Linked DNA regions of Mus musculus: all the other regions are linked to region 2. A link is a contact called in public Hi-C and HiChIP or PLAC-seq data. All regions are on one chromosome and are shown on one strand. Each heading gives the region's core, a stretch centred on a gene start, on an enhancer-like site or on the middle of the called end of the contact. The rest is flanking DNA. Distances are from core to core; before and after follow the strand shown. Region 1 overlaps Gm9866 (predicted gene 9866). Region 2 has its middle 65 kb from the start of Cmpk2. Region 3 has its middle 39 kb from the start of Gm40872. Region 4 overlaps Gm40872 (a long non-coding RNA gene).

Evidence for each region. A called contact is a pair of places that touch in the nucleus more often than the background predicts. HiChIP or PLAC-seq counts read pairs in DNA pulled down with a chosen protein or histone mark.
Region 1: an H3K4me3 HiChIP or PLAC-seq map of embryonic forebrain shows a contact between it and region 2, with 5 times the contacts expected there. The contact joins two enhancer-like sites. A contact is called at or near these places in 2 of 39 promoter capture datasets (cranial neural crest and hippocampal neurons), 6 of 484 Hi-C or Micro-C datasets (cerebral cortex, embryonic fibroblasts, embryonic stem cells and 2 more) and 7 of 115 datasets of contacts at active chromatin or transcription factors (SST interneurons, differentiating embryonic stem cells, embryonic basal ganglia and 4 more).
Region 3: a Hi-C map of cortical neurons shows a contact between it and region 2, with 2.4 times the contacts expected there. The contact joins two enhancer-like sites. A contact is called at or near these places in 2 of 484 Hi-C or Micro-C datasets (cortical neurons and embryonic stem cells) and 3 of 115 datasets of contacts at active chromatin or transcription factors (astrocytes, embryonic basal ganglia and embryonic forebrain).
Region 4: a contact with region 2 is called in a Hi-C map of cranial neural crest, with 5 times the contacts expected there. The contact joins two enhancer-like sites. A contact is called at or near these places in 3 of 484 Hi-C or Micro-C datasets (cranial neural crest, embryonic fibroblasts and myocytes) and 2 of 115 datasets of contacts at active chromatin or transcription factors (differentiating embryonic stem cells and embryonic basal ganglia).

The regions. Positions count from the first base shown.
Region 1 is chr12:27,146,935-27,152,920 of GRCm38.p6, forward strand. The region is part of intron 1 of Gm9866 (predicted gene 9866); the gene reads right to left. Among named protein-coding and RNA genes, the nearest start is that of Gm9866, 11 kb to the right of the region's middle. Within about 2 kb of position 4,092, at least 58 of the 459 cell types and tissues checked have an H3K27ac peak or open chromatin away from gene starts, as enhancers often do. A contact at or near this core is called in embryonic forebrain and ganglionic eminence, where this site is marked.
Region 2 is chr12:26,531,658-26,537,222 of GRCm38.p6, forward strand. No RefSeq gene overlaps it. Among named protein-coding and RNA genes, the nearest start is that of Cmpk2, 65 kb to the left of the region's middle. Within about 2 kb of position 1,499, at least 45 of the 459 cell types and tissues checked have an H3K27ac peak or open chromatin away from gene starts, as enhancers often do. A contact at or near this core is called in cortical neurons, embryonic forebrain and ganglionic eminence, where this site is marked.
Region 3 is chr12:27,244,201-27,250,587 of GRCm38.p6, forward strand. No RefSeq gene overlaps it. Among named protein-coding and RNA genes, the nearest start is that of Gm40872, 39 kb to the left of the region's middle. Within about 2 kb of position 4,496, at least 40 of the 459 cell types and tissues checked have an H3K27ac peak or open chromatin away from gene starts, as enhancers often do. A contact at or near this core is called in cortical neurons and embryonic forebrain, where this site is marked.
Region 4 is chr12:27,184,314-27,189,920 of GRCm38.p6, forward strand. All of the region lies in intron 1 of Gm40872 (a long non-coding RNA gene), which reads right to left. Among named protein-coding and RNA genes, the nearest start is that of Gm40872, 21 kb to the right of the region's middle. Within about 2 kb of position 2,963, at least 18 of the 459 cell types and tissues checked have an H3K27ac peak or open chromatin away from gene starts, as enhancers often do.

The DNA of each region.
Region 1 (5,986 bases), core at 2,842-5,341, 620 kb after region 2:
GTATAGCTATGATTATCAGCACTGTTATAAAATCAGCAACAATTTAAAAAAAAAAACTCACCAACAGCAATGTTATGAGAAACACCACAATAAACTAGACCTCAAAGAAATGGTCACATTATTATTAGTATTTGTCTAGCAGTAATCAAGTCTGGCTTGTAGATACAAGCTTAGTTAAAGGCATTTGGATATATATCTGACAGCCATGTTTCCCTACACATGATGTCTCTTTGCTAAACCCCCAAAGAACATTTTTGTTATTATTTTTGTTTCTTGAAACAGTGTCTTATAACACACAGGCTACCCTGGAATTCATTATACCTACAAGGATGACCTTAAATTTCTCCTCTGGCTGCCCCCTCTTCCCTCCAGCCTCTGAGTGCTAGAATTTTACAGGTATGTGCCATCACACCCATCACAGTGAGAACAGCTACCAGTGAGACAACTCTCAGAGATCCATGTTGTTCTACAAGTGTGCAAACTCACTCCACTACCTCGGTACTTAAAATTGAAGTCTTGGCCAACATTACTCTGTAGATCCCAGCCCTGTGCTTCAACTTGCCATCTCTTTAAACTGGCCTAGATGATCCAGGCACAGAGTAACCCCTGATTGCAATTGTTTCTCACCAAACACCATGAAGAACAATTTGCTTTATTTATGACTGAAAGACAAAATTTCTCTCCATCTTAAAAAAAAAAATCTTACCCAGATGGAAGAAACATGTTAGCCTGAATGTTTTTCTGTTCCTCCAAGCAACTTGTAGGACAGGCCCTGGACCCTGGTCTTTTTCTCCCAAGTATGGCCTCTGGAAACAGTGTTAGGTGAAAGGTGTCATAACAGGTCATGGTGGTGGCCCATCCTGAGATGTGGGCAGAGAGGAGATGGAGATGATGGCAGAATCAGCTCTCTCACATGTCAAAGAGGCAAAAAGTTATTTCCCCAAAACAGCAGTGTGGACTCTGGGGTCTTTTCAAGTCTGGGTGTCCACTGATCCCACAAAACAGCTCTGACTCCTCTTGGCACCAAAGGCATTTAGCAAGGGTCAAAGTTAAAAGTCTCAGCATCAGCTTCCACACAGGAGGAGCCTTTTCAGGGTCCCTGGTGTGAGTGGCCTCCTACTACAGCAGCCACCACAGCAAATGAAGCCATTCAGGGACCAAAAAGAAAAGGATAAAATGCAGAGACGAAAGGAAGAATCAGTTTAAAAATGTGTCACTCTTGGGTGGGGTCATCAGGATAGAACCATACAAAAATAGACACCCTTGAACAGTAAAAGAGAAGGTATCAAATGGACAGCAAAGTGTGTCACAGCCACCTGGTGGGGCTTTCCCAACTTTAAAGAATAGGTGGCCCACCCTCCTCCTACAGGATCCTGTACCCTAATACCTGAGGAAGGTTTTTCTTCCTGTTTACTCCACATTATACATGTTCCTTAAAAGGAAGGAGGAAGAAGAGGAGGAAGGAAGAACAGGAGGAGGGAAGAGGGAGAGGAGGTAAAGGAGAAAGAAGAGGAGGAAAGGGGAAGGAGGACTTGGCTCCATTCACAGCCTACCACCTGCAGGTACTTCTCTTACTGCATGTACGGTATGGCCATAGACACCCAAACAGTTCTTACTACTTACAAACCAGTCTACACCATCTGCTGAATATGCCACATGCACCCCAAAGATCACCATCATCCTTCCCCATGTCTTCCTATCTCCCCAACATGGAGTGATCAACACAGGACTCAACACAAATTGCCATCAAGGAAGGGTAGTTTCACAGGGATGAGTCACCTAGTCATCAGGGAAACCCAAGTGCTCAGAAGCATGGGGCTGTGTCTCCCAGTGCAACTGTGCTGGGATTGGATCTCCCAGCTCTGTGCTGCCCTTGTGAACATTATGGTGGTTATTATCCAACAGAAGCCATATGTTGTGACTATCAATGTGACAGGATCTACAGTCACCTAGGAGTCAAATATCTAGACACATCTGAGAGTTTCTACATTAGGTCAATTAACACGAAAAGTCCCACCCTTACAACGCACCAGCAACCACGTGGGAAGCCAAACCATAGTCCCTGAACTCCTGTTCCCTTCCAAAGTGCCTTGTGTGGCAACTTCAGGCACCTTAGGACATTTTATATGACTTCTGCCTTGTTCCCCCCAGACCTATAGTGAACCACCCTGGAATCCAGAGACTTTACATGGTGACACTGTCCTATCCACTCCAGACTTCCAACCAGAGTCCTGAGAAAGAGGAACATTTTGACAGTCTGCATATAAACCACCTTGTGAACATGGCTCCTGGAAGTATGTTATCCCTAAAGAAGACAGCAGGTGTGGGAGCTCCCTCAGAACTGACTCTCATTTCCAAACATGTGATACTGGACTCCCACTCACTTGTAGAAGTGGAGAAAGTGTGTTTAAGAAAGAACTTAGATGCCAGCCTGAGCATGCATAACACAACTCTCTCTCTCCACAACCTGTGTCTGTTCCTATCACGGAGGACTCATTGAGCACTCAAGAAGCTAAATACAAACCTCTTCTATAGAAGGAGGCCTGGATCTGGTCAAAGCCTGTGGCAAGGGACATAATGGTCCCAAGTATGGGGCATATCAGTCATATTTCCCTAGGTGGCCATATTGTCAAACTTTCTTCTAAATATTGATATTTATAACCCACAGACTAATGGCACTCTCATTCTAGGCCAGAGAAACTTCTTTCTGCAGAGTGTGGGCTTTTAAAAACAAAGGTGCATATCTGTCTGGTCTAAGGGCTGAGAAAAAGAATGATTGCTGAGCCTTCATCCTATATAGGACCCCTATATCGCCCCTCTTCTTTAGACCCAGAAACCATAAAAGAAGGAGGGGAGAAATGAGGGAAGAAAGGGAGGCTGGGAAAGGGAGACTGCCATCCAGGTTGGACACAGGACAACAGAGACTGTGATGGTTAGTGTTCTCAATCCAACTCGAGTCATCTGGGAGGAGGGATCACTGACATCAGATTGCCCTATAGCCAAATCTGTGTGGCACCTTCTTGATTGATTGATATGGGAAATTCTAGCCCACTCTGGGCCCTGCTACTGCTCCTAGTTAGGCGGTCCTGGGAGCTATAAGAAAGGTAGCTGATTTTCAAGCTTAGGCAGCAAGTCAGTAAACAGCTTTTCTCTGTGCTTTCTACCTTGACTTCCCTCAATGATGGACTGTGACTGTGACATAAGCGTCGTAATCAACCCTCTCCTTCCCAAGATGCTTTCAGTTATGGTCTTTATTACAACAACTGAGAAGAAAGCCAGGATGGTGGCCATGAACACAAGATGGAGCCCTCTCAAGACCCATCATGGACAGAGGGGTGTCCCCAAAGCCCTATTCCTTCCCAAGGAGCTATGTCTTCAAAGGTGTTGCCAATGGGAGACAAGTTAAGGAGGGGCTCAGACAGAAAAGGAAGTGGGTGGTTAAGGGAGGTGAATATAATCACAATATATTGTATATTGGCATGAAAGGAGAAAGAGAGAGAGAGAGAGACAGTTCCAAAATAATGGAACACTTTTCCTGAGAAAATATGGCACCCATTATCACAGCTGTTACAAGATTTCCTGCTTTCCACAATCCCTGCCTGTGTGCTGTTAAAAAAAAAAAAAAAAAAGTAAATAATTTTAACACTTCCTCCAACATTTAGTATCCCCTCAAAATATCCTGTTTAATAAGATAGCCAGAAAACTGGCCAGTGAAAAGAAAGCTAGTCCTCGATTTTTGGTTACAATTAATTGCTTTAATTTTTTTTTTCTACAATCAGTTGCTTTTGTGATTATTTAATTAACCAAACTTTTCACACAAGCCAGGCGCTCATTCAGTTCTCACCTGTGACCTTTCCCAAGCTTGTTTACCTGGAAAGACACAATGTAACTAAAGCCAGGCTGGAGAGGAGGCTCGGGAAATGGCAGGCTTTGGTGTCCTCTAAACTTTCCAGGCCACGGAGGTTTAATTACCCCCGCACAGCTTACTGTGGGGGGGATGGGGAGGGAGTGGGGGGTGGGGTGACCGAGGCTACAGAACTGACAGGCCCCCATCCTCCACCCACTCTGCCACAGGAGCCAGCTGCACACCCAGTGTACCAGGGACAAAGAGGGGGCAAAGCTGACTGCTGGGGAGTCTGCATTCAGCTGGCAACTTGAAATGCTACATTCCCCCTTTTCCAGTAATTTCTGTATGTTGGAAAGATTGAGGTCTCTCGGCAGGGCTCTAGGCTGGCCTGGAAGGCGGAACTCTAAGGCTTAATTTCCAAAAGGGGTGTGAGCTAGAAACCCCTTCAAGACCCAGGGACTGGGTTTTGTTTTGTGACCAGCTACTGCCACAAAAGAAGGACCCACCCCCACTCCGAGTATTCAATTAACCCTGTGTGTGACGCCTAGGATAGGAGGTTGGTTCAGTCCCCATTCAGGAGATTCCGAGGGGGGCTTTCTTTAAGGATTCTTTTTTAACAAAGGAGGCCAACTAAGTAGCTTTTTGTTGTTGTTGCTGCTGGGCTCTGGCCTATTGTTACCTCCAGAGGGACCTTTTCCACTTAATTGGGCTTTAGAATCCCACCACTATTGTATTTGTATATACGGAATACCAGCTGAGGAAGTCTGCAGGTTTAAGTCTATAAGCACTTGGGCAAGCAGATTCCCAAGCCAGCTTAGCTGTACTGCCTGATGTAACTCATCCCGATAGAAAGAATTTCATAAAATTAGAACCACAACAAGAATGTGTTTCTTCTACTGAGCTGCGGTCAGGCATCAGACACTGCTTTCCTCTTTGTATGCTGGCTTCTAGTGAATCCCTTGTGTTCAGGACTGGCATTTAGGAAGAAAGCAGTCACGATTAGCTCAGCTCACTACAAATGCTTCACCCTCCCCAAAGCACACAACACGTTTTGGTTTGGCTTCCTTTGGGGTTCCAGTATTTTGTCTCTCCAGTTAGATAAGGAGTCCCATCCTCAAACAGAAAAGAAGCATATACAGTAGAAGACACCTTGGAAGAACCAGTGGGGAATATATATATATCAGGCATGATGTCAGACAACAGGGCATGCATGGTGAGGCCTGAGGAAAATCAGGCCTCATCTCATCTCTCAGAGACTCACGTTTGCAGGAATTACACTATTTCACTCCCTAATTTTTTTTTCTTCTTTGAAGCAACAGTTCTACTTCTTGCCTGGAGGATTAGACAGATTTCTCAGAGGGTGGTATATCCTAGTGGTGAGAGTAAGCTGGCATCATAAATAACGGCGGCTCTCTCAGAATTGCTGTCATAGACAGTACTAGGGACAACTAGAAGACTCCATGCTTAATTTAGTGCTCTCTGGCCTCTCATGGGAGTCTAGAATAAGTATTAAAGTCAGGCCTGTCTGTGATGGTGACAACTGTCAGCAGCCAATAAGGAGGCTCTACCTGTGCACAAGGCCTGATTCACCTCACTAGTGGGCATTAGTTGCCTAGCCTGGGTGGCTGCTTGCGCGTGCCACTTCTGTGCCACGCTGTGTATCCAAAATACACATGCGCAGCATACACAAGCTAAGAGTGGCAGCTGGCCTCTGACCCATAGATAGGACAATGTGCTCCAAAAGTAATTTTGACAAACTTTATACAGACAAAAGGCATCCAACTCTAGGGGCAGACAGTGCTGCTTGTGACTTACCCCTTCATGCGCTCTGTGAATGAAGAGAAGAGACGCATTTGATGCTTGGATTAGAATGTACGGGGCTGGGGAGAGATGGCTCAGTCAGGAAAATGCTTGCCTTGCAATCATGGAGACCTGCATTCCATATGCCAGAACATACAAGCAAGGCACAGTGAAATGTGTCTATAATCTCAGAAGTGTTGTTCGGCAGAAACAGGCTGATCTCTGAGGCCCCCTGTCCAGCAAGCCTAACCGACTGTAGTTGAGCAACTCCTGGTCAATGAGAAACCCTGTTTGGAAAAGCAAGATGGACTCCACCTGAGGAACAACTCTCGAAATTGT
Region 2 (5,565 bases), core at 249-2,748:
AAGCTCCATGACCAAAGGTCGTGGACCAAAGTCCACGATTGAGGAAGCCAAGCTGGAAACTCAAGGCAGGAACTGAGAGGCAGGGGAAGCACTGTTTGCTGGCCCACTCTCCCTCTGCCTAGCTTCCTTTTCTCTGTACCACAGGACCACCTTCCCAGGGTCCGTGTCATTCATAGTGATCTGGGCCCTTCTACATCAATCAATAAAATGCCCCCACAGACTTGCCTTATAGACCATCTGATGGAGTCAGTTCCTCAACTGAGAGCCTTGCAGGGCGTGTGACGGCAGTAAGCAAAGTCAGTCATTGCAGTGGGTGGGGACGAGAAAGACGATGACTTGATGACTTTAATGATCTGGATCTAATGTACTTTAGGTCATATTTCACATTCTTTCACAGAGTTGATGATTTTCAGCTCCTCCCCTCACGATGATTTTATATTAAGTTATTTAAAGTCTGCACCAAACGATGTTTTCTACAAGATGCCGTAGGGCAGTATTTAAAGGCTTCAAGTAACAGACTGGTTAAAATAAGCATTAACCATCCTTTTTGTTTATGTATGAGAAGTCCACTCTGTACTGCAGATGACTCAGAAAGAGGCAGGCCTTGGCTGGATTCCCTATCTGTAGGACGCTTTCTGCCTCCCAATCCGGGATGCATGTGAGTTTGGAAACCAGTGGATTCACTAGGAGTTTTTAAGCCCATGTAATGTGCTCACCTCACCAACATTCATGAGGCGTGAGGAGAAAAGGCTCCAGGAGGGGGTGAAGGGCTGGATTCTGCTTGAAGACAAAAGGGAATACCCAAGGAGAGAGGGGAGGGAAGGTTTCAAGATCATAGGCAGAGTCAGAACCTAGCCAGGCATAGGGCAAGTCACCGTTGGCTGTCACGTCAGCCTCCTTCTGGGTGACTGAAGACTGCAGATGGGAAATGGAAACCGTCCAGGTTATCAGGTGAGTGAGATCTATGTACAGGCAAGACTTTGACCTCACTGCCTAACTCCAAATATGATGATATTTCAGCCATTTTCCCTCAATACTGAGGGTTACAAGAGCTTGGGCTAATGTAATTTATGTTTCAACTAAACACTGAGACTGTAACTGGACAAACATCACACACACACACACACACACACACACACACACACACGCACACACACATTTGTATATACACATATTTATTTGAACTGATTAGTAAATTAAGTATGATTTAAAAGTATATTTAATTTTATTTTCCTTTGACATCCCCCCTTACCCTCCCCCCCCCCAGAGTAGCTGCTGGGGGTAGACCCCCAACATAACGAAAAACATTCCTCAATGTTCTGTGCACACTGCCTTTTATGGGCATGCTCAGGTTTCCAAGGCAAGGTGGCTTTGAATCAGTTGCAGGCCTCCTTTCATGTAGAAAACTGCTTAAAGATGTGATATTAGGGCCCAGGGAGACTGCAGAGAGAAGGGACAGTCATTTGCCAGTACTGTCCACTGGGTGGCACTGTTGCTCCACAGAGTGTCTCCATGGCGGGTCCCCAAGGACCAGGGCCAGGACCTACACAAAGGTAGGGAAGGTGTGTATGGTGAAGGGTTTATTAATGACTTTGCCTCCTCTGCGCAGCACTTTTGCGCATCTCCCCGGCCTCAGATCGTTCCTGGGCTCTCTCTGGACTGAGTGCCTGATTTGTTGTGGCCCAAACTGCTTTAGACAACAGCCAAGAAGGGCAGAGACTTCACGTGTGCACAGGCTGCAGTCCCGACGTCACTTAGAAGATTAAAAATAAATTGAAGCACATGTCACTTCAAAGGGGGCACAAAAAGGACATCGGCATGATTGGGCGCAGTAATGAGAAAGAGCTGTAGGTCCTTAGTTTGAACTGTACAGAAAAAAGGATTTTGAGGCTTATTCCCCACCCCTGTACTCCTTACATGAGAGTTAATATATTTTGATATTTAAGGCGCATTCGACACCATATGTGTGTGTGTGTGTGTGTGTGTGTGTGTGTGTGTATCTCCAATCTCTCTGTTTGGATTTGGACTCTGCCCTCGATCAGGGAGCCACATCAAGGAGCCAGGGAGACAAGAGTGTTCATCGGGGAAAGCCTGGGCCACACTGATGTACAAGCACAGAGCCCCTTGTCTGCAGAACCAACCCTACCGGTCCAGAAGGCTTTGTTGCCTACCTATCTATAATATCCATCCGGCTTGGTCTTTTGTCTCTAGGACCAGTCCCTGCAGCCTGGCCCCTCTCAGCCTGAGGTCCACGTTCACACATCAGGCATGTCTTGACTAATGGCGGCTGAGGCCCAATGACTCTCGTTTTTCATGAGTTGTCAGGAGTCTGAACACAGGGAGAGGGGGAGGGAGGGAGGGAAAAGAGGGAGGAGAAGGGGGAGGCGAGAGAAAAGGAAGGGGAGGTAGGAACGGGGAGACATAAAAAAGAGAGGAGGGAGGAGAGGAGGGGAGGGGAGGGAGGAGGGGAGGAGAGAGAGAGAAAAACAGGAGGGAGAGGAAGGAAGGAGAGGAGAAAGGGTTAGAGGTGAGATGAAACCTGAGTGGGGGTGGGGAGAGTGATAGAGGAGAGAGAGGAGGGGGAGGAGAGAGTGAGAAGGAGAGAAGAGAGAACACAGAGAGGGAGGTGGTGAGGAGAGAGAGACTGAGAGAGAGAGGTACTCAGAGGGAGAGGAGCATGGGCAGATGTCCTCATGAAAAATTTACAAGGAATAATCAGAGGTCCGTTCATTCCCTTTGGCGGGGAGGCCCCTAGGCTGTTTGCCCGGGCCACTGGGAGAAGGTGGGAAGAGCCCCCTCATTCTGCAGCAATCTGGCTCCGGTAGGGAAATGCCCCCATGCTTGGTGCACTTGGCCAATCCTCCCGAGACTGGCTTGTAAATGCAGTTCAGGCAAAATTGATGAAGTGTCAGTCATCTGAGGCTGGCAGTTTAGAGAGGTCACAGCTGCAAGGGGCTGCAGGGTCTCACAGAGATGGGACTGAGAAGAGTTAAAGGGAGAGCACACCCAGCAAGCAGGAAGCATTTATCTTCTCCTGACGGGCATTCTTCAAACATTTCTGTGCAGCTCTGACCTCCACCAGCTCTGGCCAGCCAGTGTGAGACTTCTGACTCCAGTTGTGCACTCTTACATTTTCCCTCGAAGGAGTCCAGACCCATCTCCTCACAGCCCCGGGACCCTCTGCTTAGGAAGGAAAGGGGGGACACTGCTGCTCCTAATTGAAACAAGCAGGCAGATCCTGATCAGTAATGGGGATTTCCCACTTTAATTGGCTCAGTGAGTCATGTCTCCTCATTCCCACACTTCCTGAGGCAGGATGGTTTCTCTAGGTGAGCAGCATCAAGTCTGCAGGGGATGGGCCGGGAGAGCTACATAGTAGATGGACATACATCTGGACTTAGTAGCTGTTCTCTGGAAGTCACAAGAACAGATGCAAATTTGGGCTTATCTTAGGATATCTTCTGGGTGGGATCTGAGGCCACTGGACAGATGGCTAAATTGGCTCTATCTATATGCCTTTTTAATTTGTGTGGCTTTAAAATCAGAATCACAAGTAATTTGGTTGTGTGGGACACCAAACAACTAGAGCTTTGCTGGTTGTTTGTCCCGTGTTTGGATCCTGGCTTCCCTAAGCCTCCATGAGGACTCCTAGCCCTGTTGCCATCTGCTCATGAGAAAATGGGATGAGAAGGGCTAGGGACTCTCTGAGGTGAAGGGTGGGGGTGGGGAACAGCTGGCCTCCTAACCCTGTCCTTCACACCCCTCCCCCTCCTCTTTTAATGGCAGTGAAAGTAGAACAGGGTTTGCTTGCCTGTCATGTCCAAAGACCTGACTTCTGTCCCGGTGTGGGAAAAGAAGGATCTAAACAAGCAGGCATGGGAGCAGGAGGCCTAATTTACTCAGCCGTGCACACTTATCCCTATGTCCTTTGCCATTATGAGCAAGGCTGTCGCTGTGTTCTTTCTAAAAGAAAAGGAGATGAAGGCTTGGAAGACAGATTTGTAGCCCATCCTTCTGTCTCAGGGGGCGGAGCCTTCTGCCTCGGGAGGTGGAGACTTCTGTCTCAGGGGGCAGAGCCTTCTGTCTCAGGGGGCGGAGCCTTCTGTCTCAGGAAGCGAAGCCTTTTTCTGGAGTTGGGGTGGAAACAGTTCACTGCAGAAATGTCTGATTTTTAGAGCAAAAAACCCAAAATTGAATGAATGAAATTGTCGCCAGGTTGAAACTGCTATAGGTTGTCAGTAGGAAAAAGGTGTGTCTATCTCCAGGAAAAGGGGTGGGGTGAGGAAAGCCAGGGTCTTTTAACCACAATTTCATGAAGTGTGTAACCACACAAGGATCATTCTAGAAAGGTATGCTTTCTCTGGAGTAGGAAGTCTTAAGACTCCTCAGAGCTGTCAGTGAGAGGTGCACTAACACATAGTACCAACAAGTCACACATATACACACACCACTCATTCAAGAACATGCTCATATGCCATTCCACACATCACAACATACATCACACACAGATCTGCCTACCACCACATATCCACCCTTTCCTATATGGAGGTACACAACCTGCCAAATGTATACCAGTTCCCCACAACATACATGTACGTCATGCCTTATAGCACATCCACACTCACCCACAACACGTGCATTCAGAATGCCAACAAGACACATACATATACACCATATCTCCCACAAAAAAGCATGCACAAAGCATATCTATACTATTAACAATCCACTCATGTCATTTTCATAAATTATCTTTTATAAGTTAAAGACATGTTTTGAGATTGTACTGGCTAGTTTTGTGTCAACTTGACACAGCTGGGGTTATCACAGAGAAAGGAGCTTCAGTTGAGGAAATGCCTCCATGAGATCCAACTGTAAGGCATTTTCTCAATTAGTGATCAAGGGGGAAAGGCCCCTTGTGGGTGGGACCATCTCTGGGCTGATAGTCTTGGGTTCTATAAGAGAGCAGGCTGAGCAAGCCAGGGAAATCAAGCCAGTAAAGAACATCCCTCCATGGCCTCTGCATCAGCTCCTGCTCCCTGACCTGCTTGAGTTCCAGTCCTAACTTCCTTTGGTGATGAACAGCAATGTGGAAATGTAAGCTGAATAAACCCTTTCCTCCCCAACTTGCTTCTTGGTCATGATGTTTGTGCAGGAATAGAAACCCTGACTAAGACAGAGATGTTAGTGCTTAATTCCCAAGGGAGGTTGAGAGTGAGCAGATTCTCTGGCCATGAAAGAGGGAGAACATTAGACATAAACTGTGGGATATATGGAGATCTAAGTGGATAATACTTTAAATGGAGGAGAAGGGGCTTCACTGTAAAGACTGGATAGGAGCTTCATTAAGGGTAAATATGTGTGCGTGTATTTGTGTGTGTGTGAGAGACACACACACAGAGGGAGGGAGGGAGGGAGGGAGGGAGGGTGGGAGGAGAGAGACACACACACACACAGAGGGAGGGAGGGAGGGGGAGAAGGAGAGAGAGAGAGAGAGAGAGAGAGAGAGAGAGAGAGAGAGAGCTGCCATGAGATGAGAAGGATGGTGGTAGGAAGGCCAGATGAGTC
Region 3 (6,387 bases), core at 3,246-5,745, 720 kb after region 2:
ATGCAAATCAAAACAACCCTGAGATTCCATCTCACACCAGTCAGAATGGCTAAGATCAAAAATTCAGGTGACAGCAGATGCTGGCAAGAATGTGGAAAAAGAGGAACACTCCTCTATTGTTGGTGGAATTGCAAGCTTCTACAACCACTCTGGAAATCAGTCTGGCGGTTCTTCAGAAAATTGGACACAGTACTACCAGAGGATCCTGCAATACCTCTCCTGGGCATATATCCAGAAGATGTTCCAACTGGTAAGAAGGACACCTGCTCCACTATGTTCATAGCAGCCTTATTTATAATAGCCAGAAGCTGGAAAGAACCCAGATGTCCCCCAACAGAGGAATGGATACAGAAAATGTGGTACATTTATGCAATAGAGTACTACTCAGCTATTAAAAAGAATGAATTTATGAAATTCCTAAGCAAATGGATGGGCCTGGAGGGCATGATCCTGAGTGAGGTAACACAATCACATAAGAAGTTACATGATATGTACTCACTGAGAAGTAGATATTAGCCCAGAAACTTAGAATACCCAAGATACAAGATACAATTTGCAAAACACATGAAACACAAGAAGAACAAAGACCAAAGTGTGGACACTGTGCCCCTTCTTAGAATTGGGAACAAAACACCCATGAAAGGAGTTACAGAGACAAGGTTTGGGGCTGAGACGAAAGGATGGACCATTTACTTTCTTCAAATTGGAAAGGATGAACAAAAAAATCTCATGTCTATGTATAACATGTCAGACACTAAAATATCATGGGTGATCCAAAACTGTTAGTTGAATAAATGTATTTTATCCTTTCTGAAGAAATTATTTCTAATTTATATCTCACAGTCACAAATTAATATCATTTTTGACAAACTGTCATAATTTCCTTTGTTGCTGAAGTAAATAATTGAGATTTCCCCCTTCCTTGCTCTTTAAAATTTGTCACTAGCACCCCATACTCCAGTCTTCTAAGTGCTTACTAATCTTGAAAATTGTTATTAGCTTACTGAGACATCTGAAATCCTGGAAAGTTTGTCCTCATCTCTCCTTTGGTTATGTAGTATACTCCCAGATCTATGCAACCTCCGTAATTCACATTTCACCTGAACCAACCTCTAATTTTATTTGAAGTTTATTGGAGAAAAATGTTCCACACATAACTGGTAGCCCAAGGTCATCTAATAGGTGCTCTATTGATTCTGCCTGAATGCCTCATGGGGTTGACCATTTCTTCCTAGTTGACTCCTAGTAGACTCAGAAAGTCTAACTACCTGAAGTCAGCTGGCTTTTCCTTTATGTAATTTTGCTCATCAAGGATGAAGAGACAAGAGTTGTCCCCATAGCTATAGCTTTAAGGTACATTGTTCCCCACCCCCACCTACACATGCTAGGCTCTAGAAACCAATAGGCAAAAGGCAAGATACAAACAGGACAGAAATAGAGGTAAACCTAACTTCCATTTGGTCATAAGTGTCTTGAGATCAACAAGACACTTTCTTTCCCTTTACATTTTCCTAGCTTAGCTCGTGAAACTGACTGAACAAACAAAACAATAGTTAGCCATCAAATTCAATTGATATTTGATATATTGTAGTACATTCCAGAATTAGTAACTGATAATACAGTGTGGTTATTCCATTCCAACATTGTAGACCCCAAAGAAGATAGAGTAAGTCTCCATTTATTGAGGACACCATTGACAAAACCAAGAATTTCCGAAATCATTTCACCAAAATACCCTAGGTTCAAACTCTCCTCAATCACTCACAGATCCCCTGGTGGTCTTCAGTGTCCCTGGTGGACATCAACACTGACTTAACTATATAGAAAACTAAACTCTGTTATCATTTATTTTTTACATCTTTCTAAATGAGAATGAAATGAGTTAGGATTTCACATATTCCTCTGGTTCTGGTCTCGGGAGATCATACAGAGCCCAGGGATATCAAAGTATTAACAAGGATTATTGGCCTAGTTTTCTCCGAGGGCCTTTGTAGCCAGTGCTTCTACAAAAGAGTTCTTTTTATTGTTGCCTTAACCACAGGTGAGATATTCATTCAGATGGTTATCTCAGGCCTCAAGCACCGAAGCTCACTCCCAATGACAATGCCTAGTCACATCATTCCTCAGGAGAGTGTACTCCATACCCACACATGCCCTCCTGCAAATCAGTTGTCTGTTGCATGTACTTCGTATTGGTAGGAAGGTGGAGAGTGGTGGGAAGAGCTTTGGCATAGACAGAAGTCACAGAGGCAGACCCCTCACGATTGTGAACTATCTTCCACAGGTGCTTCACTTAGAGGTGACAGTGGTATTATGATCTCTCAGGATCCTGCTGCTCTGAGACCCTGAGGATATACTTACCTGGCTATCTAGCCTCCTCCACCTTGTGCTCACTGGAAAGGTTTACTAAATTGGCCACTCTTTGGTCATCACCAGGGCATGGCCTTGCCATGTACCTGGGCTGCAACCACTATCCTCTACCCAGAGCAACAGAATGAGCACTTCTTCCAGGAATGTGTGCCATGTAGAAATTTCTTCGACTTCAATGCCATGCAATCAATTCCCCACCTGGATGTATCACTGGTTGTATTTTTCTGAGATGATCACATTTGATTGACACACATAGTAGAATCTCAATAGGCATGTGTTATCTCTTTGTCTCCTCCAGTCTCCTAGCTAACCTCACTCTCATACTGGTTCCTCGATCCTTTTTTCCTTCTTCCCTTCTTTCTTCCTATCCTGTTGCACCATCTGCCCTCCCATTCCTCTTCAGTGAGGGGCTCCTTCTTTTCTAATAGGCAAGTGTGTGGCTAGGAATCTATGGCTCTTTTAGGTGCCTACATCCAAGGCTTGATTCAAGTACAGATATTCCTTATGCCCACAATGCCACATGGACAACTTCTGCTACCTCTGTCATTCATTGCACTTAGACCATCACTCCTAGTTTGGGGTCATCCTTTCAGCCCTTCCCTGAATATTTAAGGAATTCTAGAAGAGCAGAAAAGTAGGATTCCTGACTGTTCTTGTCCAGTTTGCAAGTGGAAATTCCTGCCTCAGAAGGAAAGAAAATGCATGAAGTTAATTTTTATACACAATCTAGTGAACTGAGATGTACTTGAATGAATTCAATAACATACACAAAAAAGTAAAATTTGGAAGTGTCCTGGGCTTTGCCTGACTTCTGTAGTCCAGTGCTAACTTCCCAATGGCTGCCAGGGACAGGGTCACAGAGATATTGCTACTATACAAAAATTACACAGCAGTAGAGCCTGGCTAGTTTGAGGAGAAAAAGAAGATTCCCTTTGTAAAAACAAAACAAACAGACAACAACAACTATGACCACAGCACTGCTTAGAGACTTGCTATTTTTTACAGACCAGCAGTGGAAGGGAAAGTAAAGGGTATAGCGGGCTCCTGCCTCTTAAATGCTGAGATTTGAAAGAAAGACACCTGCTTCAAGTAGGACCTAACAAGAGACTTCTTAGTGCTGTGGCCACACACAGCCGACACAGGCTCTGAGAAACGCTGACCCTGCCCAACAACCAGATACACTGAGCTCCGTGAGAACTCTTCAGCTCTCTGCCAGCAGACATTATTAGCTCTTTCCTTCTGCCCTTTAAAATGTTCACCCCTTTTCAACAACAGATAAGGCCACACCCATCTTTGTCTGGGTTCTGGACAACCTCAGCATCTCCAGCAGGTCCTCGGGAACTCCGGGCTTCAGATTCATGTGTTGTACATGGCAGTGTACAGATACAATCAAATAAATGTCATTGTCTGTCTCTATGCCCAGTATGCAGTGGTGAAATGTAATTAGAATAAGGCCCAGAAATCTGCCTTTTGAAGTGGAAATGGTTTTGAAATGCTGAATATCCTGTTGTCAACTGTAAGGATATCAGGTTTCCGGAACGATGTCTGGGTTTTATTACAACCATTTTGTATACCTAAGTCCTGCCTCGCCATTTATCCAGCATCTTTTTATGTATTCTGTTTTGTCCTCATTTGTTGGGTGCATCGGAGGGAGTCTACACAGTCACACATCTGGACACCCATGGTCCCTTGCGACTCCCTCCTCACCCCCCAGATCAGGGCTGAGATCACACCCAACCCAGGCAGCTGCACATCTTTGGTGTGAAATATGAAGAGGGAAAGGAGGAGATGAAAGAATAAAAGAAGGAGAAAATGTGTAATTATGAAACCTTGGAATCCATGGCGACCAGGGAAGCACACTGCTGAGAGGAGCCTGTGAGCTGGCAGCACTATCGAAACCACACATTATCTGTTAGGATTTTAAACACTGAAGCCCTGACAAAATGTCATTTTTATTCTTCTTTACAAATAGGGGAGGGTTTTTTGTGGGGGGGAGGGTTTCTTTAAGTGGCAGAAATAGCAGGAGGGACTTGGAGGGAAATCAGCAGCAAATGGACTGCAGGTTAATGAAGAGAGAGCCAGCTCCCCACCAGCTGGTTGCCAAGGCAACCATGAGCTGGACAGCACCATCTCCTTTTTTCTTCCTCATCACAGCCTAGGAGAGGAGGGCAAAGATGATGGAAATACTCAGACCATATTGCCAGCGCTGTTCACAAGTGCGAGGAAGGGAACTGGAGTGACGTTGGAGATGCTTCCCTGTGCTACTACACTGTAGCCTCTAAGACATTTGGGACACATTAGACTCAAAGGGACAATTCCAGATAAAGATGTAAATTTCCAGGAGACCTGTTAGGAAAGTGGCACAGCTAGAGAAAGTCAGAAGTGGCTGTCATTTTGCTGTGGTTTCCAACCTTGCCTGAGCTATCAGGTCCACCAGGTCCTAAAACAAGTTGCTTTGGGAATCTGTAGGTAAGAAGATATGTGGCCACAGCCACTGAAACAATGAATACCCTGCCCCCTGAGATGAGGACGTAGTGAGAAGACTTTGGAAACTAGGCTAAGAATCAAAGCAGGGCCAGAGTTAGGAGTTTAAGAGCAAGTTGTGGGAAACCTAGGTGGAGACTAACAACCAAGTCTAGAGATCTTGGAGAAAACAGAGGACCCAGAGTCAGGGTGAGCAATTAAAACCATAAAAATCCTACAGATAAGAATCCTACACCAAGGAAGTGAAAAGTGTTGTGCCCCAAGAATAGCAAGGGGTGAAGGTAAGAAAGTCCACAGAACTATCGAACTATCGATCAAGTGTCTGGTAGCTGCAACAGTTTTGAAAGGTTGTTGGGTAATAAATATATTTTAAGTTTAAGACCCATGACACCCAAAATTGACCTCTGCCTTCCACAGGCATGTGTACTCATATACATGCACACCCCACACATAGCTGTGCACACATGTACATGCATGCAAGCATGAGTGCTCGAATGCGCGTGCACATGCGTGAGCACACACACACTCATAGAAGAACTAAGGTAATGTGACAAATGATTCTGTACAATGAACATTTCTGGCATCAGTCAGCAGGAAGCCAGCTTTGGGAAAGAAATCTTAGTTTTCTCAAATACAGGAGGCTCTGACTCCTGATCTCAACCTCTATTTCCCAAATGTCTTTGACAAAAGAGTCTTAAAGAAGCCCTCAAGCTCAAGCCAAGATGGGGCAGAGCTGTCTATAGCCCCACATCATCGGGGGTGGGGGTGGGGGGGCAGATCATAAGTTCAAGACCATCCTGAGCTACATAGCAGTTCCAGGGCAGCCACAGGCTGCAGAGCAAGATCCTATTGAACAGAAAATAATGTGGAGACTCAGAAAAGATCTCACAGAAGCACTCATGAGTCCCATGGCTGTATAAAGTTTGGGGAGTCTTCCTGACACAAATGTACATAAGTCCAACCTAAGCATTCCCTGTATCTTTCTCATTGAACGTTGCTCAGTGCCAAGAGGTTTCACTGTTTGGGTTTTTGTTGTTGTTGTTGTTGCTGCTGCTGCTGCTGCTGCTATTTGTTTGTTTCCTTTATTTTCTATGCAGTTTCAACGTGTCAAAATTCAATCACAGACTTGGTCTATAAAAGTGGGGAAATAAGCCCTGGGGAGATGGATCACTGGGTAAGGTTCTTGCCATGCAAATATAAGGATCTAAGTTCAAATTGCAGTATCTAAGTTAAAGTTGGGCATGGCCATACATGTCTGTAACCCTGGGGCTGAGGAGATGGAGACAGGAAGTCCCCTATGGTTTGCTGGCCTTCTGGCTTAGGTAAATCAGTGAGGTGAGCCCCCCAGACATGAGAAAGCATGTGTACATACTAACATGCACTACCACATGCAAATGTACACACACACACACACACACACACACACACACACACACAGACATACACACAAGGCTTGGTTTTATTTGGTTGTTAGTTTTGGGTTGTTTAAAGAAGACTTGCAGATACAAGGAAAGTCCTTGATGGATCTCTGTG
Region 4 (5,607 bases), core at 1,713-4,212, 650 kb after region 2:
GATCCAAAAACTGTTTCTGGTTAGTCTTATCTGGGAAAGTGGATGGCGAATTGATCCTTTCAAGTTCAAATCCAATTATGTCAACCTCCGGCTTAAAACCTTCAGTGGCCTCTCCTTTCCATTTAGGATCAAGAGCACAACTCCTGCGGGGATGAACCCCTCAGCAGCCCAGACTTCGCCCCAGCCCTCCCTCTCAGTACTTCTTCCACTCACTGGCCTCCAGTGCTACAACTAGACTCATGGCTCCAGGATCTTGCAATCCACCTCAGGCTTATTCTGTTCTGATTGTGGGTCTGTTGTCATTTCTGCAGGAAGCCCGGCCTGGAGACCCAGGTGAAGTTTTATTCTTTTATTTTATCATAAGTAGTATGTCCCTTTCCTTCAGTTCTCTCTCTTATATCATGGTGTGTGTGTGTGTGTGTGTGTGTGTACGCATGCGCACACACACACACATTTGAGTGCACATCTATCTGTGCACGTAGAAGCTAGAGGCCAAACTTGAGTGTTAGTCCTCAAGCACTTCAACTGTTTACTGAGTCAGGGCCTCTGTCTAGCCTGAAGCTCACTAAGACTAGGCAGGCTAGTGAGGGAGCTCTAGCTCTGCCTGTCTCTACTTCTCCAGCTCTAAGATTATAAGCATGCACCCCCATGACTGGCTTTGTCATTCACTCATTTATTTATGTATAAATTTGCTTAGTTTTTTTTTGTGCCTGTGAGGGGGTGAGAGGGGGGGATGTATATGTTTGCTACATATTCTCGTAGAGGTGAGTGCAAGACATTGGGTAACTTCCCTTGCTACTACCTTAGTGCCCTGAGACAGGCCCTCTCAGTGAGTCTAAACTTCACAATTTTGTTCAGCTGGCCAGCTATGAGCTCTTGGAGTCTGACAGTGTTCATTGTCCAGTGCTGTATTTCTGGCTTTTTTCTATGAGTATTAGGGATTTGAACTCAGGTCCTCATGCTTGCAGAGCAAGTAAGCCATAGCCTGACTCTGAAGGCATCTGCACCCTCAGTGGTTGGCACTAAGTAAGTACTTGACATTTGTGCCTGGCACCTAGTGGGTGCTTGGCACTTGTTGAACAGACCAGTGTAACTAGAAAGACACAGGTTTGACTGCTGTAGCGGGCAGGCCATCTGACTGTTGGCCCCTCCACACACCCCAGGTTACAGGGTGGAGGCCACCCAGGTCATTGGCTTGGAGAGGTTTCTTGAGCTCAGACACTGTTGAGAACAAGCTATGGCCTTCTCCAAGTTACTCCATGTTGAATGTATCTATGATGTTTCAGGCTACACTCTACCCTAGTAGATTTCATTTCACAAGCAGATACAAACTCCATTTTGAGAGAGACAGCACTGTAGGCCCTGGACAGACACTGAAACTGTACCATATTTCAGACACCACAAGACGGATTAATGATACTCCTAGGAATAAAAATGGAGTCAGTCTTTCTGTTAGTGGGTTGAATTGAAACTATGGAGATGCATTGATTATTAAAATCTTATCAGGGAAGCCAGGCCTAGGACCTTATGGACACATCAGACTGAGGAAAACATATAATGTCCTCACCTATACCCCATTAAGTGATAGGCACCTATCATTGTGATGGTTGTGCCTTACAACACCAAGCATTGTCTGAGACTTGGTATATGCATTGGGGGACTAAGGATTGACTAGACTCAGTTCCATCCCCTGCTGTATACAAAGAACCTACTCAACTGCCTCGCTGTCTGTCCTTTCATCCATCTAGACCTGGACTTGACCCATCAGGACCCCATTTAACCTTTTACCTCTCAGCCAGATTCTGCACTTTCACTCTCAAACCTGACCCCACAACTCCAGCATCAGCTCTAGAAGCCATATCCTTCTGCCATGGTTTATCATATCAACATAGACTCTTTTAGCCTGCTTCAAACCCTCTTGAGCCCAGTTCCAACATCTTTGACATGTATTTATTCTGTAACCTGTACATATGCATATGGATATGTGGATATACTAAGTGTGTGCTGTGCATTAGAATGGTTAATATTAGCATTGAAGATTAAATAGGAAACTGTATTTGCTTTAGGCAGTTGACTGAGGTAAGTGTACTTTATGACAAATTGTTGCTATTGAAACCTCTAAACCTTATGAGATTTATTGTTATTCAGAAAGTTCTGACATTTCAGAAAGAAACACACAAGCTGAATGGTCTGTGTTTCTGCATGATGCACTCATGACAAACATCTCTTGTAAAGTGATGATATCAGAGACGAAGATATCAGGCATGACTCAGTCCCAATCCCCTCTCCTTTCAAAGCTGCCAGGGCTTGCCTCCTGCCTCACAAACAGCCTCCTAGCTTTTGCATGGGCTCCATCCATTCAAGAGCCCTACATAAATATGTAATAGGATTCCACTACCAGGAAGAACCTATAAGAAATATATAAAGACAGGTAAGGGATGAGAGCAGCAGAGAAATTTGTCCACAGTTGAGAACAATCCACGTTGCACCTAATGCAATATCAGCATCACGTTCTTGGAAAACGGACATCAATGAGTAGAGCTGGTGTTTTAACCTTATCTTCTAGTTTCTTCCTTCTGGAATAATGAGCTCTCCTTTCTCCAGATTCATCCCCACACATCCACCCTCCTCCTGTCCTCCACTCTCTCATCCTCCACCCCGTGCCCAGCTTGCTTCATGTAGCTGCACTATAGAGTGTTGGTCTCAGAATTCCACCACCGGTAACAGATGGTGAAATAGCTTGAGCATTGGTCGTTTCCTGTCGAGATATTTGATCAACTGAGGACTCTCTGAGTCCCTCTCATTTGCTCAGAAGTCCACACCTAAAAGATCAAATCTTTTTGCTTAAATTACAAAGGGTTCACCATGTGCTTTCTGTTTCCTTTGCAGAGCCTCTGTGTTTCATTAATCTCCATGTGCCCAGGATCTGTTTCAGCACCCTTGATTCACACCAAATCCTCGTTCTAGTTCAGTCTAATTTCTAGAGTGAGACCCCAACACGGAGTAACTCTGATTTTTGTAGACACACAGATGCCAGAGGACCACCCCTCCTCCAGCAGCTTCCTCCAGAGTCCATAGATATCTACGAGGACCAAGAGGCTCACAATCATTACACACGTAATTATTCTCAGGCTGCATGTAGCCTGAAAAGTTCTCTTCTACTTTCCATATGTTCTTTTCTCTTGATCCATCCCCCTCTCCTTATTTTTTGCTACAAAAGTCCCTTGACAGTGTCCCACATTACAAATACACACTTGCCCCAGGCTCTGACTGAATTTGCTGTCTGTTTAATACTTACTCCATATGGGATAGATTAACACAAAAAGCTTTAGCCTTGTACAACACTCAGATACTTTCATGTAGTGGCTGGGAGTTTGGGGGGTGGGACATGAGCACATAAGTGGGTGCATGTACCAAGAACAGAAATCCATTGAGCTCCCCCAGACCAGACGTCTACATTCTGCAGGGCTCTCAGCAGCCAATAAATTTGACTTGAGCTGGTGAAGCAAACCCTTCTCTCTAAACTAAGCATAATTGCGAGATGCTATTCTGAGTGCCAAAAACGTCAACCTTGAGTTGCAAACATGGACACATTTAAACAGAACCATATGTAGGATTGAAAAGAGAAATTAAAAAGAAACCAACAATTCTACCTTTTGCCCCACAGATAAATTACAAGGCAGCAGCCATGTCAGGAGAGAATTACAAAGCCAATGATGATCGGGCAGCAATGTGTGGATGTGTTTTCAGCGGGGAGAGTGTGATCAGTGTTCTACAGACACCATCCATAGGGACAAGCCTTGTGAGAATACACAGGTATTGGACACAGTGGATGATAGTCCTGAAGGGTATTCAACACATTATTAGCTTCCTATTTTCTTCATCAGTGTCACTGGACTCAGAAATAAGAATGTTTCATTGTATCCATGGTCTGCAGTTAAATAACCTTGAACGGTGGCTTTCTATTCAGAATGAATCCAGTCTTCATAAGGGCCTGTGGCCTCTTTAACCAGTAGCACCCCATCTTAACCCTTCTTCCTTGAGCTCCTTTGACACCCAGAAATATCTCCTGAGCTCAGCTGTCACTTAAAGTACAGTCCATCGTATAGGAAAATTAAGTTTTACAGACCATAACCAGCTCCAAGTGTCAATAGTGGGAATCTGAAGGATGAGGCTTAGATTACAATTTCTACAGTAGAATCATGGTTTCCCCATCAGTCCATGGGCTATATTTTCTATTATGTTAATATGACATAGCACCTTTAATTGGCTCACCTGAAGGTAGAGACATTGGTTCACAATTTTACCTCCCAGTTCTGCTGTGTGCACAGGGGAAATATGCCAATTATTTTTACATGGTCATGGGTATGTTTTTCAGGGGAACTGTTGCATTTTCACAGCATAAAATCAGCTTATTAAATTCAAGGTTTATTGTATATTATTTTTAAAAATAATGTGAAGCCAGACAGTGGTGGTGCGTGCTTTTAATATTACCACTCAGGATACAGATTAAAAGGCAGGCAGATCTCTAAGTTTAGGATAAGACCAATGTGTTCTACAAAGTAAGTTCCAGGAAAGCCAGGGCTATACGGAAAACCTTGTCAAAAAAAACCAAAAACCAAAAAACATACACAAAACAAAAACAACAAAAGCAAAAGAAAAAAACAGAGAAACAAAAGCTATTTGTAATAAATGAAGTAACTGAGTGGAGTGCAGGGACTGTGTGTATGTGTGTGTGTGTGTGTGTGTAGGTTAGTGTGTGCATGTATGTGTGCATGTATGTGTAAGCCTGTGCATGCATGCCATCCAGAAATAAACATTTAGTGTCTTTTAAAATATTTCTCCACCTTAGGTTTTGAGACAGGGACTCACAGTAAACTTGAAGCTTACTGATTTCAGGTCTCCTCCTGTTTCTGCTTCACCAGCTGTATTTCCAATATTTTTGTTGTTGAGATTAAAATAGTGTGACTAAAAGTCGCTTGAGGAGGAAAGGGTTTATCTCAGCTTACAGTTCTGGGGGATAGAATCCATCGTGGTGAGGAGGACACCGCAGCAGTCAGGGAAAGCGTGGCCATGGGAGCAACAACCTGCCTAATTACATTGTGTTTTTCATCTGCAAAGAGAAAACAGTGTGCATGTGTGTGTGTGCTTGCATGCATTCACGAGCGTGCTTGCTCGTGTGACTGTGTGTGCATGCACGGTGAAATGATGCTGTTAAAACTCTCAAAATTTTCAAACACACGTGTCTGTGGGGAACATTTCTCATTCACACCACTCCAGGAACTCTGAGGCTGCAGGTATGCACTGCTGAGCCCAGGTTACTACATGGATCCTGGGGCGAGAATTCAGGGACTTATGCTAGCAGGCTGTCTACCTAGTTCCCCCAAAAAGTAATATTTGAAAATAGGTAGAAATATGGGGGTGAGGAGCTTGTTTTATGTTCTATCCTCAACAATGATAAAAATATATTGGGGATAATTGTAGTATATATGGACAATGAAAACACAAAACCGGAAGCTGATCCTTGATGGAAAGTTAGTGAGATGAATAACCTAAGACCACTCTTATCTCTGATATTTTAAAAAGTAATGAGATCCCTTCTTCTGA